2 separate regions of the Rattus norvegicus genome follow, and region 1 is linked to region 2. The links are chromatin contacts, called in public Hi-C maps. All regions are on one chromosome and are shown on one strand. The core of a region is the stretch at or near the end of the contact, and the rest is flanking DNA. Distances in the headings are between cores, read along the strand shown. Region 1 has its middle 9.1 kb from the start of Lce1m. Region 2 holds the start of Kprp (keratinocyte proline-rich protein).

Region 1 (7,092 bases), core at 3,533-6,032, 210 kb before region 2:
GTGCACTCTTCAGTTTATTCCTTAGATATGTACTTCCTTTCTGAACCTTGGTTTCTGTGTCTGTCCCTTTGGTGTCAGCTGTGGTGGATAGCTGAGCTGGAGTTAGTTCATAGCATGACTATGCTTGTCTCCCATGAAGATATGGCCTTTGAAATAAGGGCAAACATCAGACAAGGTGTATATGGGGTTCTCTGGCACAGGACCACTCACCATCTTACTAGCCACTCTTTCCTGATGGGGACTTTCTTTTTTCTTAGCATCTTTCAGGTGAGTGTGTTCTTCCCCAGCTCACCCAGAAGCTGGGGAGCTGAGTGGGGGTGAACACACTAACAGGAAACACTGCAGTGTTTAGTGGGTAGTAACAGAGAGGCACCTGTTTGACCTTTGTGTTTGATTCCTGAGCTTATGTGACCTGGGGCTTAGTAGTTAGCCTCCAAATATCCCTGTCCTGGTCTGGTAACATAATATTTACTTTGGGAGGGATGATGAAGAAGTACCTGTTGCATGACGATATCTGAGTGGTGGCTTGTTTTCCTGTTTATCTTGCTCATAATCTGATTTTAGTTTTATGTGGGAGAGGCAACAGACACAGGATAGATAGGCAGATGCTATTTATACAGTGCTTTGAGGCTTAAGGAGCACTTTCCCATCTATCTTGTAGCTGACTGTCCATAGGGCCTTAGGAGGGATCATGGCTGGCCTACCTCCCTGAAGTTCTTCAGTGTCACAGACTTTGAACACATGTTGGGTCCTTGCTCAGTATTTGTCCTGGTGAACCTTCAGTAATGAAAATCAGCAGTCATCTCTGTACTTGCTACTGTGCTCTTAAATTGTGTCCCCCAGCCCAGCACAGTTGTTGTTTTCAGAGATAAGTTGGTTTATTAGTGAGAAAATGAAGCACTACTTTATGGCTGAGAAACCAAGAGTCCTAGAAGCTAAATAATTTGCCCAATGTAATCTAAATATCTGATGCCAGCATTGAGAATCTAGCTCCTAGCTTAGAATGTTGGAAGTATAAACAGGCTGCTGGTAGGAAGGCATTTGTCCCCTAGCAAGGCAGCATGGGACTCTGAGAGGAGAACAGAGCATTTTCTGTTATCCCCACCACTGAGGTATCTTGGGAGCTTCAACAGCACCCAGTACATTTTCTCATAAGTGTGTGCTTAGGCATCTATCCACTCAAGCCCTGTCTTCACCCAAGGCCTTCACCTAAGGGCGGGGGTTGCATGTTCTTCCCATGCATGCCTTGCAGATCCACACAATGCCTGGCAGTCTGATGCTACTTCCTTTGTTCTTGAAGACTGAGTGATAACCAACCAGCCCATGAGCCTGCCAACAGCAGCTCCAAGTACCAGCTTTTTTATGTGATGTGACTTGGTAGAAGGCATTGCTGGTGTTTGGATCTTAGCCACAGTTCCATGGACCATTGGTTCCCAAGGAGTGAACCCAAGGGAGACCTTAGAGACAGTTCTACCACATCCACTCCAGTGTGGTGGACTTGTAGAATTCATCTCTTCAACTTCCTCCTTGTCCTTATGAAGTTACACAGGTCTTGGGAGGCAAAGTGACTTCCCAAGCCCAGCTTATTGTCTCACATGACATTCTGGTTCCTGGAGGCCTGCATAACCAGCTAGGGAGACCAAAGTATTCATTCTCCAGCCACTAGAAGAGTGTATCAAGGCTGGGTCACAGAAATTAGCTTCCAGATATTATTGCTATTTTTTGGTCAGAAGTGTTTAAAGTCCTTAGTACTGTCTTCTAGGTAGGTACCAGCAAAGCCGAGAAGTATTATTGATGCTCATGTCTTACCTGTCAGTTCTGTCTAGTAGATGATTTGCTATTCTCTGGCCTCTAGAACCAGGGGTATCACATAGAGCTTCAGGTTATGTGAGGGACAATACCATTCACAAGTTGATTATCACATCATTGTTAGCTGGTTGTTTTTCTGTCATTATTATTAACTTATATTTTCATAATACTTTATGGCTCACCAAGTCCTATATTGTTCTATGTGAGGTCATGTGATTAGATAGCATATGATAAACATTCAATTTGTTGATAATAAATTGAGGTTCAAAGAAGGAATGAATGATGCTCAATGTTTTAATGTTGACAGGATAGAGCCAAGACTCAAGGATAGATTTCTCTCTATTTAATTTTATTTAACTGCATGTACTCTGTTAAACTGTTTCAACCTTAAAGTTAAGTAGTTCCACACTGGTCCTCCTGTTTTACTCTCCTGACAGAATTCATTCAGTCTCCTGCATCCTGGTTCCCAACGGGAAATAGCACCTTGGTAGCTGAGGCACAAAGTGCTTTTGAGGCTGGTATTTTGGAGACAAGGTCCTTCTGTGGTCTCAGGGATGATTTTTGAAGAGATGTTCATGTAAAGTCCCAAGAAGAGACATCTGGAAGACATGGCAACAAAAGGTTTTAGGGCACTGGTTATGTACCATAAAGTGTGCCTATAGGAAGACATTTTCTGACTCAACAAACTTTCTGCTCAAGTAAATGAGCTTTTGTATCCAAGAGTCTGGAGGTTGGTATGAGGTAGCAGATGTCTGAGAAGGTGGCTTCTGCATCATTCATTGGCTGCATAGTGTCCAGTCACGCCGATAACTTCTCTCTTGCCAGATTGATCTGAGCTAGTTCAAGCACAGTAGTCAACTTAGCTTCCTACCTCCTTTCTTTCATTCTGTCCCACTTCCTTCTTACTGCAAATATTTACTCAGCTTCTATTATGTTCCAAGTATCTTCTGGGACTTATTAATACATCATAAATCTAAAACTATCAGACCTATTTGGTACCTGAAGTTTGGTCCAGGATCTAAACTCTGTCTGTAACAGAAGACTGTGATCACTAGGATGTTTCAGTGTATGCTAGGAACTGACAGACATCCAGAAAGCTCATTCAAAGAGATTCCACAGGTGAACCTCCTCAGAATAGTAGAGATTAAACCATCACATTGGAGATCCATTTTTTCTCCACTTAAGGCAGCTGTCTGAAGTGTGTGTGTGTGTGTGTGTGTGTGTGTGTGTGTGTGTGTGTTGGGGGAGAGGATTCAGCAACAGAAATCAATTAGGTTTTAATCTTCCCATAAGACTTCCCCAAATCTTCCTGGCACTCAGTGGGTTGAATGGATACTCCTTTGAACACTGCAAGGTTCCTTTTCGTCACCATTACACTCCCTCAGTCCTGATGTGGTCAGTGAGGTAGTCACTTCAAAGAGCAGCAGTGATAAAGGTATGTTATTGCTGGAGCACCTGTCCTGACTTCTTGCAGTCAATCTTTGGATAAGAAGAGGTATCCCGGATACCTGATAGACTCCAGGTGATCTGAGAAATCTAAGAATAGCTCAAGCAGGGTATGACGTCACCTAATTTACCTAGGAATTCAAACACCGGTTGTTTGCCAGGCATCCCTGGGAGACCGAGACAACATGCTGAGACTTCAGTCACAGTTTCCAATTGAATCAGACTGAGTCAAGGTCAGAACCAGCTGTGCTACAGCCACACTGGCCCTGTGGGCCCTCCTCCCTCTAGGACAATGACGCATGCTCTCATTCTTCCACTGGTTCTTTCTTCACCCAATAACTATTTGCTGAATGCTCTGAGCCATGTCTGGCCTTGAGGATACTGTGATGAATAAGCTGAGGCACCTGTCCTTAGAGAAGCCGGGGTCAGACTTTCAGAAGGTCTCCTTGGAGTTTTAATGATGTGCTAAGCCATGTGGAAGGAAGAACCCTACCACCCTGAGCTGGGCAGACTCCGAATTCATCAGCAAAGGCTGGCAAGCATATAGTATGACAGTCATTACTCTATGGCTCACTCTGCAGTAGGAGTAGCTGGGGTCTGTCTTAGACACAGTCCTTGGCAGGAATCTGAAAAGCACATTAAGAAAGTAAGGCTATCCCTAAGGGGAAGATACATCTGGGCACATTCAGGGATGGCAAAAATGTGGTCATGCCACAACATGATACAGGGAACATAAATTGTTAGATAATGTTAAGTTATTAAGAAGTTGGGTACTTTGGGGGGAATTTGATTTTTATTTTCCTTTGGAAATAGTATGGGAGTCGTTAAAGTTTTAAGTAGCTCCGACTCTTCATCTGTTAGAAAGATGGGAAGTATCTGTAGGAAAGAGGGAGTAGTTGGAAGGAAGAAATCCATGTGCTTCATTAGATGTGGGGGTGATGAACAAGGAGAAGGCAAGATGGCTCCTAAGCCATGTTAAGATCTTAACTGATAGAGTTGAGGCAGCTTTCAAGGAGGCACTGTTAGTATTATACACTATGACTGTTGTGAGCAGTTTTCTCCAACCATAGCATGCCTTTTCTAACATTTTTTAACTGCCTACATTATTGACCATATTAGAATTGAGGAAGCCTGGGGGTGTAGCATGAAGTTGGAGCCTTTCAGTGCTAAACAGCATGCCCACTCAATTCAACTGAGAGTCAGTGGAAAGGCTGATGTCATCAGAGGGTAGGGCAAATGATGGGGACATGGGAGGAGAGAGGATATAGTCACATGGCATCAAGGGGATGACATAGGAAGACATTAAAGGAAGCAAGAGGATTTGTGAATACTGAGGCAAGTGCTTACATGAGTGTGTGTATGTGTGTGTGTGTGTGTGTGTGTGTGTGTGTGTGTGTGTCTGCAAACCTAGGATGGAGTCAGTTCTCAGATAACTATACTGGATTTTTATGGAAAGGATTGGCACAAAGGCAGCAGGAAATTCTTGGTCATTTCGTCATTAACTCAGAGCCTTCAGGCATCTGTGAAATTGTCCACATGCCTGAAACATGACTCAGCCACACTTTGCTTGTGCTCTAGAGGCAGAAGCATGGCTGGTCAGGCCACTGAAGTTCTGGCATGGCAGGACAGGTTCAGCCTTGAGCTGGAGTGAACCTGGTGGGCACGTAGCATCCAACATCGAAGGAAAAGTGATGAGGAAAGAGCAGCTCCAACTGCAATTATGAGTCCTGGTTCGAGAATCTCTGGGCTTTTATTTTTATTTTTTATTTTTTTTGTATCAAGCAAGAGTCACTTTGGCTCACTGTTTAAAATCAACAGACTCTCCCTTACCTGAAATAGAAAGGAGCACAATGCAAAAGCTACTTGTCCCTCCCATTCTGTCTGTTGTTTTCTAACCTCCTTCCATCTTCCTTTTCTTTCCTTTTTCCCCCTTTCCCTTCCTTCCCTTTACTTTGTCTGCATTGTGCTCTAGAGCTAAGCTTCAGGTGTATAAAGTCAAATTAAATATCTTTAACCTTTGGAGTATGAACATAGTCAATTGAGCTTTGAGATCTCCAAGGGGAAGATGATATCTTTCCATGGGTTGAGGTTGAGAGCTAACTTTTCTCATTATTGGAGCCAACACTTTAATTAAATCAACAATACGTCCCTGGTATTATTTGGCAGTGACTTGACATACAAAGAGTTGAAACCAGTATTCTTAGTCCCCAGTTGGAGCTCAGGGCCAGGCTACATGAGTTATCCTGACTGTGGTACCAACACTGCTATTCTTGGTCCTCCCACACCACCCTTAAGCATGGTTTCTTCCTGCAGCATGGTTGCACTCAGCAGGTATTCTTAGGGCATGTGCTATATTTTAGCTCTGTATTCTGGGTACTCAACAGAAGGATAATACACTAGATAGGTAGGGATAGGGGTTCTGACTCTCAGAGACATGACTGTAAGAAAGAATCCCATCCTTGTATTTCCAATGACAAGCATATTGCCTGGTGCTAAAAGAAAACTCAACATAAAAATGAGGTAGAATCCAAAATGTCATTCTGGTGGGGACTTTTCTAACTATTTTGGTCTGTATAGTGTCTCTATGGTAACTTAAACAATAAGTAAAGAAAATTATAAACAAGTCAACTAACTAACTAAATAAAGTATGATTAGAAAATACATGTATGGAAAAACAAAGAAACAAATAAATAAAATGTTTGTCACTTCCCACTCAGAAAGAATTGCTGTTGGCATGTTGATGTCGCTCCATTAGTACAAATTTATATACTATATTAACTTCTCTAAAGGCTAAAATGATATAGCCAGTGTACTATTGTAACTCACTGTATACACCACTTGTCTAAATTCACATTGCCTGGGTTTTGTTCCCTACACATCAGAGTCTATTCCTATTATAGTTCTGTGGGAACTCTCCATTCGGATGCTGACTGTTAGGACTCCTACTGGGTGATGGTGGATGGAGAGTACCATCCTACTTCCTTCCTTCCTACCCAAGTCCTGGCTTTCTGTGGGTTCTCAGATGAATTTAGACAACTATATATTTTAAAAAAATATCTCTGCTAGAATAGTTTCTCCAACAGTGGCAAAGAAGGACACACAGCTTTGTGCAGTTGTGAGAGTCAGATAAGCTCCTCAGAGGAAGTGTCACCTGCTGGACAGTGGAGCCTTTGCAGCTGCCTCAGTGTGCTTGGCCCCTGTGCAGCTAGCCCCTCCCCACTGCACCTGAGCGTGCCACTTCACCCCAGGCTGGAAAGACAAGATGCCTCAGTGCATGAGCTCCTAGGAGCCTCACTGGCTATTTTTACTCAATGTATTTATTTATTCTCCAAGAGGAGGGATCCTCCTTTCTCCAGTTACTCATTCTAGAGGATCCTGGTGCATTCCTGCCTTAGGCTCCAGCTGTGAAAATGTTCCTCGTGAGGGAGATAACATCACAGCTGGCTATGAGCATCTGAAAGATCAAGGACCAGGTATACATTGCCAGACTGAGCTGCCTCAATCCCGGGAAGTAGGTTTTTCTCAGAAAGCATTCATGCATACACCTTGAGTGTTCCTGCTTTTGACTATGTCTTTTAAATATTCTATTCTTGGAGACAACAGTGTCTAAGAAGGAAGAAAATGGGGTTTTCAGATTCATAGCACTGAAATTTTAGAAGCTTTCTCCCCCAGCACACCCTTTAGTTGTAGGAAGAAGAAAGCTGTTTGTGTTTTCCAGCTTCTAGAGGTAATCCAAACTCTTGAGCCTATGAACCCTTCCTCCATTTTAAAAATGCCTCATTTCAACAACCGCTTCCCTTGTCATATCTTCTTTTTCTGGCTCTCATCCTTTTGCCT
Region 2 (6,891 bases), core at 4,340-6,839:
GCAGCATAGTTAGTTTCATACAGGAACCCAGAACAGTATGCAAGAGATCTAAACAAAATTCAGCACAGATTTGGAGAAGGTCATGAAGTCTCACCCTCATCAAAACAGTTGAGAGCTGCTGAGATAAGGAAAGTTGGGTTTCTTTAAGGGGGAAGGTCTTGAGGGCTTTTCCTTCCTTCAGTAGCAGCACTAAGTGGATTCAATCCATGCTAACATTTTCTTTTTTAAAAAAGAGAGTACCAAGTTGTGAAGGAAAATGTTGGAGCAACAGAGGAGCAATTGAAAGGGAGTGAATGGGGGGATTTGACCAAAACACATTATTTACTTATATGAATCACATAAAATATTTCAAAAACATATCTTTGTAGCATAGAGCACATCTGCCTGGGTGTCAGGATAACTAAGATCTTACTAAATGCTTCCCAGGATTGATAACAGGGAGTCCCACAGGGTTGCAATCCTGCAAAGCATCTGTAATGAAATACAGAGCATCTCTATGCCTCTCTAGCTCAAATAACACATCTGCTTCTAGATGCTTCTTGCTAGATAATGTGGCAATGGATACTTGACATTCCTAAGCCTGAGACCTCCAAAATATCTTTGTCTCCCAGTTATAAAATAATGATCTATATGTACCACACAGAGAGGTTTCTTTTTAAAAACAATTAATGACTTTTTCCTACAAATAACCTTTGCTTTTTAAACATATTTCTAAATCTACATATTGATTGCACACCCTGTTTCTTCGGAATGATTATTGCTTTCATTATGGCCTAATATATTATCAGTGCTCACTTACTGTATCTCAACATGTAATGAAACAAATCAGTTTCTTTTCATACTAGTAGTTATTGTGTTTGATTAAACAGATACAAGACATGTGCACTCGACTTATGTGTTCATATTTTCATTTGAAAAAAATCAGAAAAAATGGTTTCGTCTACAAGGGGAAAAGTTACCATATGCAATGGGGTAGTGTCAATTTCTTGGGTACAGAGTTTTAAACACCACAGCCTGTTTTCCTTATGAAAACTGTAGTTAGTATGGAAGACAAGAATGTAAATGACCGGAACACATGATCATCTCAATGACAGACATGCTTCAAGTGCTGCTGGAGTGCCAGGTGAATCATGGCCATCATGGTTTTGCAGTCAGAATCATTACCAAAGACTATCATTGGAATTGTCTCAAGCAATGAGCAATAGTTCACGTGTAGAAAGAGATGAAAGGGAGTGCTAGGAAGAAGAAAAGACACATGCAATGGCCTGGAATATCTGGAATATCATTATCAAGATATGCGAAGAGAGTGAAACTGCTTCACATGAGTTTGTTTGTAGTTGTGTGTCATGGTGGGTGAGTGGGAGTTAGTGGTGCCGAGAGTGACATGAGTTCAGAAATGTAGAAAAGAGCCAGCTCCTGAAAGGTTTAGTATTTCTTGCTACAGAATTTGTGTATTTTAAAAAAAAGTAGTAGACAATAGAAAATAAATAATACAAGTAGCTTTTATTTTATTACATTATCAAATTCACTCATGACTACATTCAGATAAAGCCTGGATGTAGAGAAAGCAGAGGGACCATTGTACTAATAGGAACACATAAATCTGACATACATGTAGGAAATTGATGGACATTAGCAGGCATATGGGAGAGAAATTCTGAAGCATTATGAAGGCTGTATAGGAATTATATGTTGAAGTAAACTAGAAAATGGAGCAAGTGTGACTCTTATTGTATAACAATGAGAGTATGAGAGGAAGATCTTTGACTTCCATGATTTACTTTGACTGTTAAAATGTTTAAGATGAAAATCAACAATCAAACAAGTAAGAACACTAAAAACAATAAAAATTTAAAACCAGAGATTGGAAGGTCATATGTGTGTGTGTGTGTGTGTGTGTGTGTGTGTGTGTGTGTGTGTGTATATATATATATATATATATATATATATGCATATATATATGCACTTAGTGTATGCATGCATAGAGTCAGAAGTTGTTCTTGGATTGTAATCCCATATTACTTCTCCTCTTGACAATAGGGTTTCTCATTGACCTTCTGTATCATTCCTTCACACTGGGGTTACAAGCATGTAGTATTATATTTGGTTTCTTATTTGGGTGCTAGTCTAAAGTCGTAGCCTCATGCTTATGTGACAAATGTTGTACTCACTGAACCATAACCCCCATCCTGAACCCACTGAGTTTGAAGATACTGCCAAATAAGGAAGAACTTAAACCGTGTTAGAACAGGTCGTATCCGGTCGTATTCCACATTTACCATTGCCTTCAGGTAATCTCAGCACTAATTTTAATACTTAACCAATGACAACTTTGTATGTGTACGTGTGTTGTATTTGTGTTTAGGTATTTGTTTGAGTGTGTGCATGTGCCTAGGGTTAACACAGTGCTTTTATCCACCACTGATGCCTACATTCTTTTTTTGCGATAGGATCACTCACTAAAACTGGAGCTCACAATAAGCTCGGCTGATTGTCCTGCAAACCTCACATATCCTTTTGTCTTTGTCTTCCTATTGTTAAAATTACAGAATGAAACAAGCCTTTTAAGTGAGAATTCTGGGAATCATAACTCTGATCTGTGGCAGGCATGTTACAGACTAAGCCATTCCTCTAACCCCACCGATGACAACTGCTAAAGTTTAGAAATTTATACAGAGTAGAAGGAAGATTGTCAGGAGTTTACCATTTTGCTCTTAGTCCAATGACAATTTCTGAAACTGTATTGTTTTAAACCGAATGACTAACTCTAATGGCTAGCTTTACTCCCCAGTATCTATTTCTCTCTGTGAATTACAATAAGTAACAAAACTTTTGAGTCTCCTCTTGTTTATCTATTTCTCTCTATTTCTCTCTGTGAATTACAATAAGTAACAAAACTTATGAGTCTCCTCTTGTTTATCTACTCATTCACTAGCGATCTGTGATATGCAATTTCATGCTTAATGTTCTATTCATTTATTATGTGCCTGTTAATATATTCATCTTATGTCAGGATATGGACAAACAGGGACACCATAGCTATGTTTCTCTTCAAAAGGTTGAATGGAGGAGACAGATGTTAGTATTCAGCAGTTCACATCCTGGTGATGTCAATTAGTTTCAGTTCTCAGTTTGCCAGTTTTCCAGGTTACTTATATATTATTCAAGTTCAGGAAATCTTGGTTAAAGTTTGGGATCAGAAAAATAACTCACAGCAGAAATATCATTGGCACCACACTAGAAATATCTAGGATTTAGTCTCTCCAAGGCAGTCGTTAGTATATGATACCCAGGCAAATTTCTTCTGCCTGAGGATCCTCATCTGTAGAAGGGCAAATTAGGACCTGGAAACTTTTGAGGATTCTGGTTGGTATGATACTCTGAAAGTCCATAATCCTATGGAAGTCTGGAGTTATACATGAGCAGTGTTTGGAATGAGTGATGGGGATAAATGCTAGGACTCTCAAGTCACATTGAACTGGACAGACTTTACCTTGGGAGAGACTTCAGAAACATGATTTGTGTGTGCACTGTTGGACACAAAGAACTTTCATACCTACAATATAATTTTGTCCCCAGAAGCACTTGCTAGGTGTTATAAGTCCCATCATTTCATGAAGAAAATGAATCACAGAGGGGGACATGGCTATATTAAGTATTTAATATCAATTTTCTTATCTACCTCACACAATAATCTTAAGACCTTTCATGCTTACTTCTCCTTTTTATTCATATTTCTCCCTCTTAACGTTCTTAAGAGTTCATATACAATAGGTTTGGGCTTATGGAAACTAAGTAGATTTCACTTCATTAGTAAATACTAGAGTTCAAAATATATTTAAATTTACGTTTGCTTATAAGTTTGGTTAGAATCTGAATGATTCCAAAAGCTAGATGGTGATGATTGAGTAAAGACTTTTGAGATTTTGTTTTCTTTTGTCAAAATTTATTTTGATTTATTTATGTGCATGAGAGGGTGTCTATGTGAGTGCTTATGCATGTACATATGTTAGTGCTTATGCCCGGACCTGCATGTAGAGGTGAGGAGAGGATGTCATGTGTCCTCTTTATTACTGACCACATATTCTTCTAAGGCAGAGTATCTTCCTGAACCTGAGAATTCATAGCATGGCTAGGCTGGAAGCCAGTATGTCTTCCCTAGTGATCCTTCTAGCTTTGTGTCCCCTAAAAGTTGAAATTATGAGCTTTTATAGAGGATGCCTGGCTAGTTGTTGGGTTACTGCTGGCATCTGAGCTCTTATCCTCAGGATTACAGAGTAAGTACTATTAACCATTGAGCATAGCTCTAGCCCAATGCTTGCTTCCTTTTTAACCATAAAAAGAATAATGGAAAAATAATATAAGGAGCCTTGCACTTTACATTGCATTGTACATGTAGAATGAAGAATGATGGCATGGTGGCACATGCCTTTAACCCCCACACTCAGGAGGCAGAGACAGGCATATCTCTGAATTTGAGGCCAGCCTGGTCTACAGAGAGAGTTTCAGAAACCCTGTCTCAAAAAACAAAAACAAAAACAAACAAACAAAAACAAACAAAAAACCCACAACCCTCAAAACCCCCCAAAACCAAACCATGATGAAGCTTTGTAGAATGGAAAATTATATACCATATTAGTGGAAGGTAACTATTGCCAGTCTGATAAAAGGCAGGCATCTCTAAACAAACTTGATTTATAAAGGAAAACCTGGAGATCTAGAACATTAACTAAAATCTCTTCATTTAAAAATATTAGTTGTTAATTTTAGCGAAGTGCAGAGAAATATAAAGGATACCCAACTTGTGTTTATGTGGCTCATGGGGCCCCCTTGCTTGTTCTATTCTGAACCGTGCTGTTTTCTAACACATGAACTGCCTTATGCTGCTTTGGAAGACTTCTCTACAGCATCCACCAAACACTTGCTCTTCATCCACTGTCTTCTCAGCTTTAGACTGGGCCATAGCAGATGCACAGTGATCCAGTTGCATTTTTGCTTGTGGTGTGCTTTCTCTTGAGAAAATGTTGGATATTTTGAACATCGTTCTTAGTAAGATGGATTTGTATGAAACAATTGTTATAGTCTCCATGACAATGGTAAAAAGACTCACCCATTTTGGAGAAGAGTAAAGTAACTTCTAACTTAGTTATAAAGGTCGCCAAGCTGTAAGTTAGCAGCATGAGACCCTAGATGCAGCTCTGACCCCACATTTTCTTCATTACTTCTATCTCATGAGAATCTAAGGCAAGGGGATAGTAGAATATGGAACGGTTTTCTAGGAGAGATGATACCTCAATGCCTCCTCAACACCTTCATCATTGAGTCCTGTTGGGATGGAGAGGAAACTGATAGGATGAACAATGAGGAAGAAAATGACCTGCTTCTCCATAGTCTAGAAGCTCTGACACCAGAAAAAGACACTCCCAGCTCTGTAGGTGACTAGACGGACAGCACACAGGGAGGAAATTAGGTGGTGGAATGTTACCTTGGGCAGATGCCAACCAGTTGTCTCATGGTTTGAGCCAGACCCACAGCTCTTTATATAAACACAGTCCTCTGCCCAGATGCCTTAGCCTGGATGACTTTGTGCCTGCTGAGGAGGGTGAGTCTGGAAGCTGGGTCCGGGGATCATGTTGGGGTTGATGGATATTCAAGGGGTTCCCAGACTCTAAAACTGAGGAATGATTAAGGCAGAAGCTGGGGCAGAGAGACATCAGTCTGAGGTGGAAAATTGATTAAGGATTATAAAATGTTTAGGGTTTATGGAAAGATATGGGGTTTAAAAGTTGGTGTATTTGCCTTTGACAGTCCTGGTCTTTTCTCCAGGTACCATTTCTTTTGTTAGTGACTCATTGTCCCAGGAAAAGATACAATGTTCTTTTATTTTGAGTCCCTAGATGCATAAAAGGATGGAAACAGTAGTTATTTGTTTTATCTGAGTAGAGGCACATGAGGATGGATGAGCCACCATGTGTAGGGAACACAAACATAGACAATTGCTACAAATGGAAAATGTCTAGTTCTGTCTACCAGTGGAAGAATTTTAGGTATCCTGGAAGGTTGTGAGAGATGTTTTGTTGTTATGATTTAATTGACAGATTAGCTCTGTTCTTTGCCAGTCATTGGGCTACCTGTACAGACAGGTAGCTCTGGGAAAAGCAGATGGGAACTACTGTATTTTCTTGCAAGGTAAGGGTAGTATAGGAATGTATGCCTGAATGCCTTATGTCATACTGTGACGATCTTGCTATGCAGTTCCATAAGTGTTTCCGACTCTACTTACATCACTGTAAATCCTTGAATGTCATGAAGAATATGATAGTCTCTGGGTTATCTCAGCTTCATTAGCATCTCAGAGGGTCTGAGGAGAAAATATTTCTGAAGTTAGCAGATTTTTACCCTCTAGATGATTAATAACAGCAGTCTGCTTGGGCAAGTGACCGTGCTGTCCTTAATGATGGTATGTTTTGCATGTGAAGTATATATGAATTTTCATATTTCTCTGAAGATCTGTTTAAATTAATTCACTTAAAAAGATTGGATGGGAGCAGCAAATATTAAGCACTGGGCCTGACAGGTCCAGAATTTTCCTTGATCCTTTGCTAATTCAGTGGATTTTTTTTTGATGTAATGTGAACATAGATAATGCCTGTGTACCCCCAGCCCTGCCTCATGGTCATTTTTACATGTGGCTTGTGTATACCTCCCTGTGTGCATGGAAGCCTCAGTTTGGGCTATGTATGGGAAACAAGCTGTTACTTGTTTTTCCTGTAGGGCTGTTTCCATCACTTGACTTGTTAAGTGTTAATTTGCTTGTCATCACTGCTCTCTGGTGGCAGACATTGGTATGCCTACCTTTATATCCAGCTATGCAGAACTGAGCCATTTTGG

Evidence for each region. A called contact is a pair of places that touch in the nucleus more often than the background predicts.
Region 1: a contact with region 2 is called in a Hi-C map of the A7r5 cell line, with 2.6 times the contacts expected there. The contact joins the enhancer-like site here to the promoter of Kprp in region 2. A contact is called at or near these places in 3 of 12 Hi-C or Micro-C datasets (the A7r5 cell line, the Rat2 cell line and frontal cortex).

Annotation. Positions count from the first base shown.
Region 1 is chr2:181,339,836-181,346,927 of GRCr8, reverse strand. No RefSeq gene overlaps it. Among named protein-coding and RNA genes, the nearest start is that of Lce1m, 9.1 kb to the right of the region's middle. Within about 2 kb of position 4,782, at least 13 of the 93 cell types and tissues checked have an H3K27ac peak or open chromatin away from gene starts, as enhancers often do. A contact at or near this core is called in the A7r5 cell line, where this site is marked.
Region 2 is chr2:181,128,526-181,135,416 of GRCr8, reverse strand. Kprp (keratinocyte proline-rich protein) reads left to right here and starts at 5,589. Exons shown (of 2, transcript NM_001002290.1): 1 at 5,589-5,602.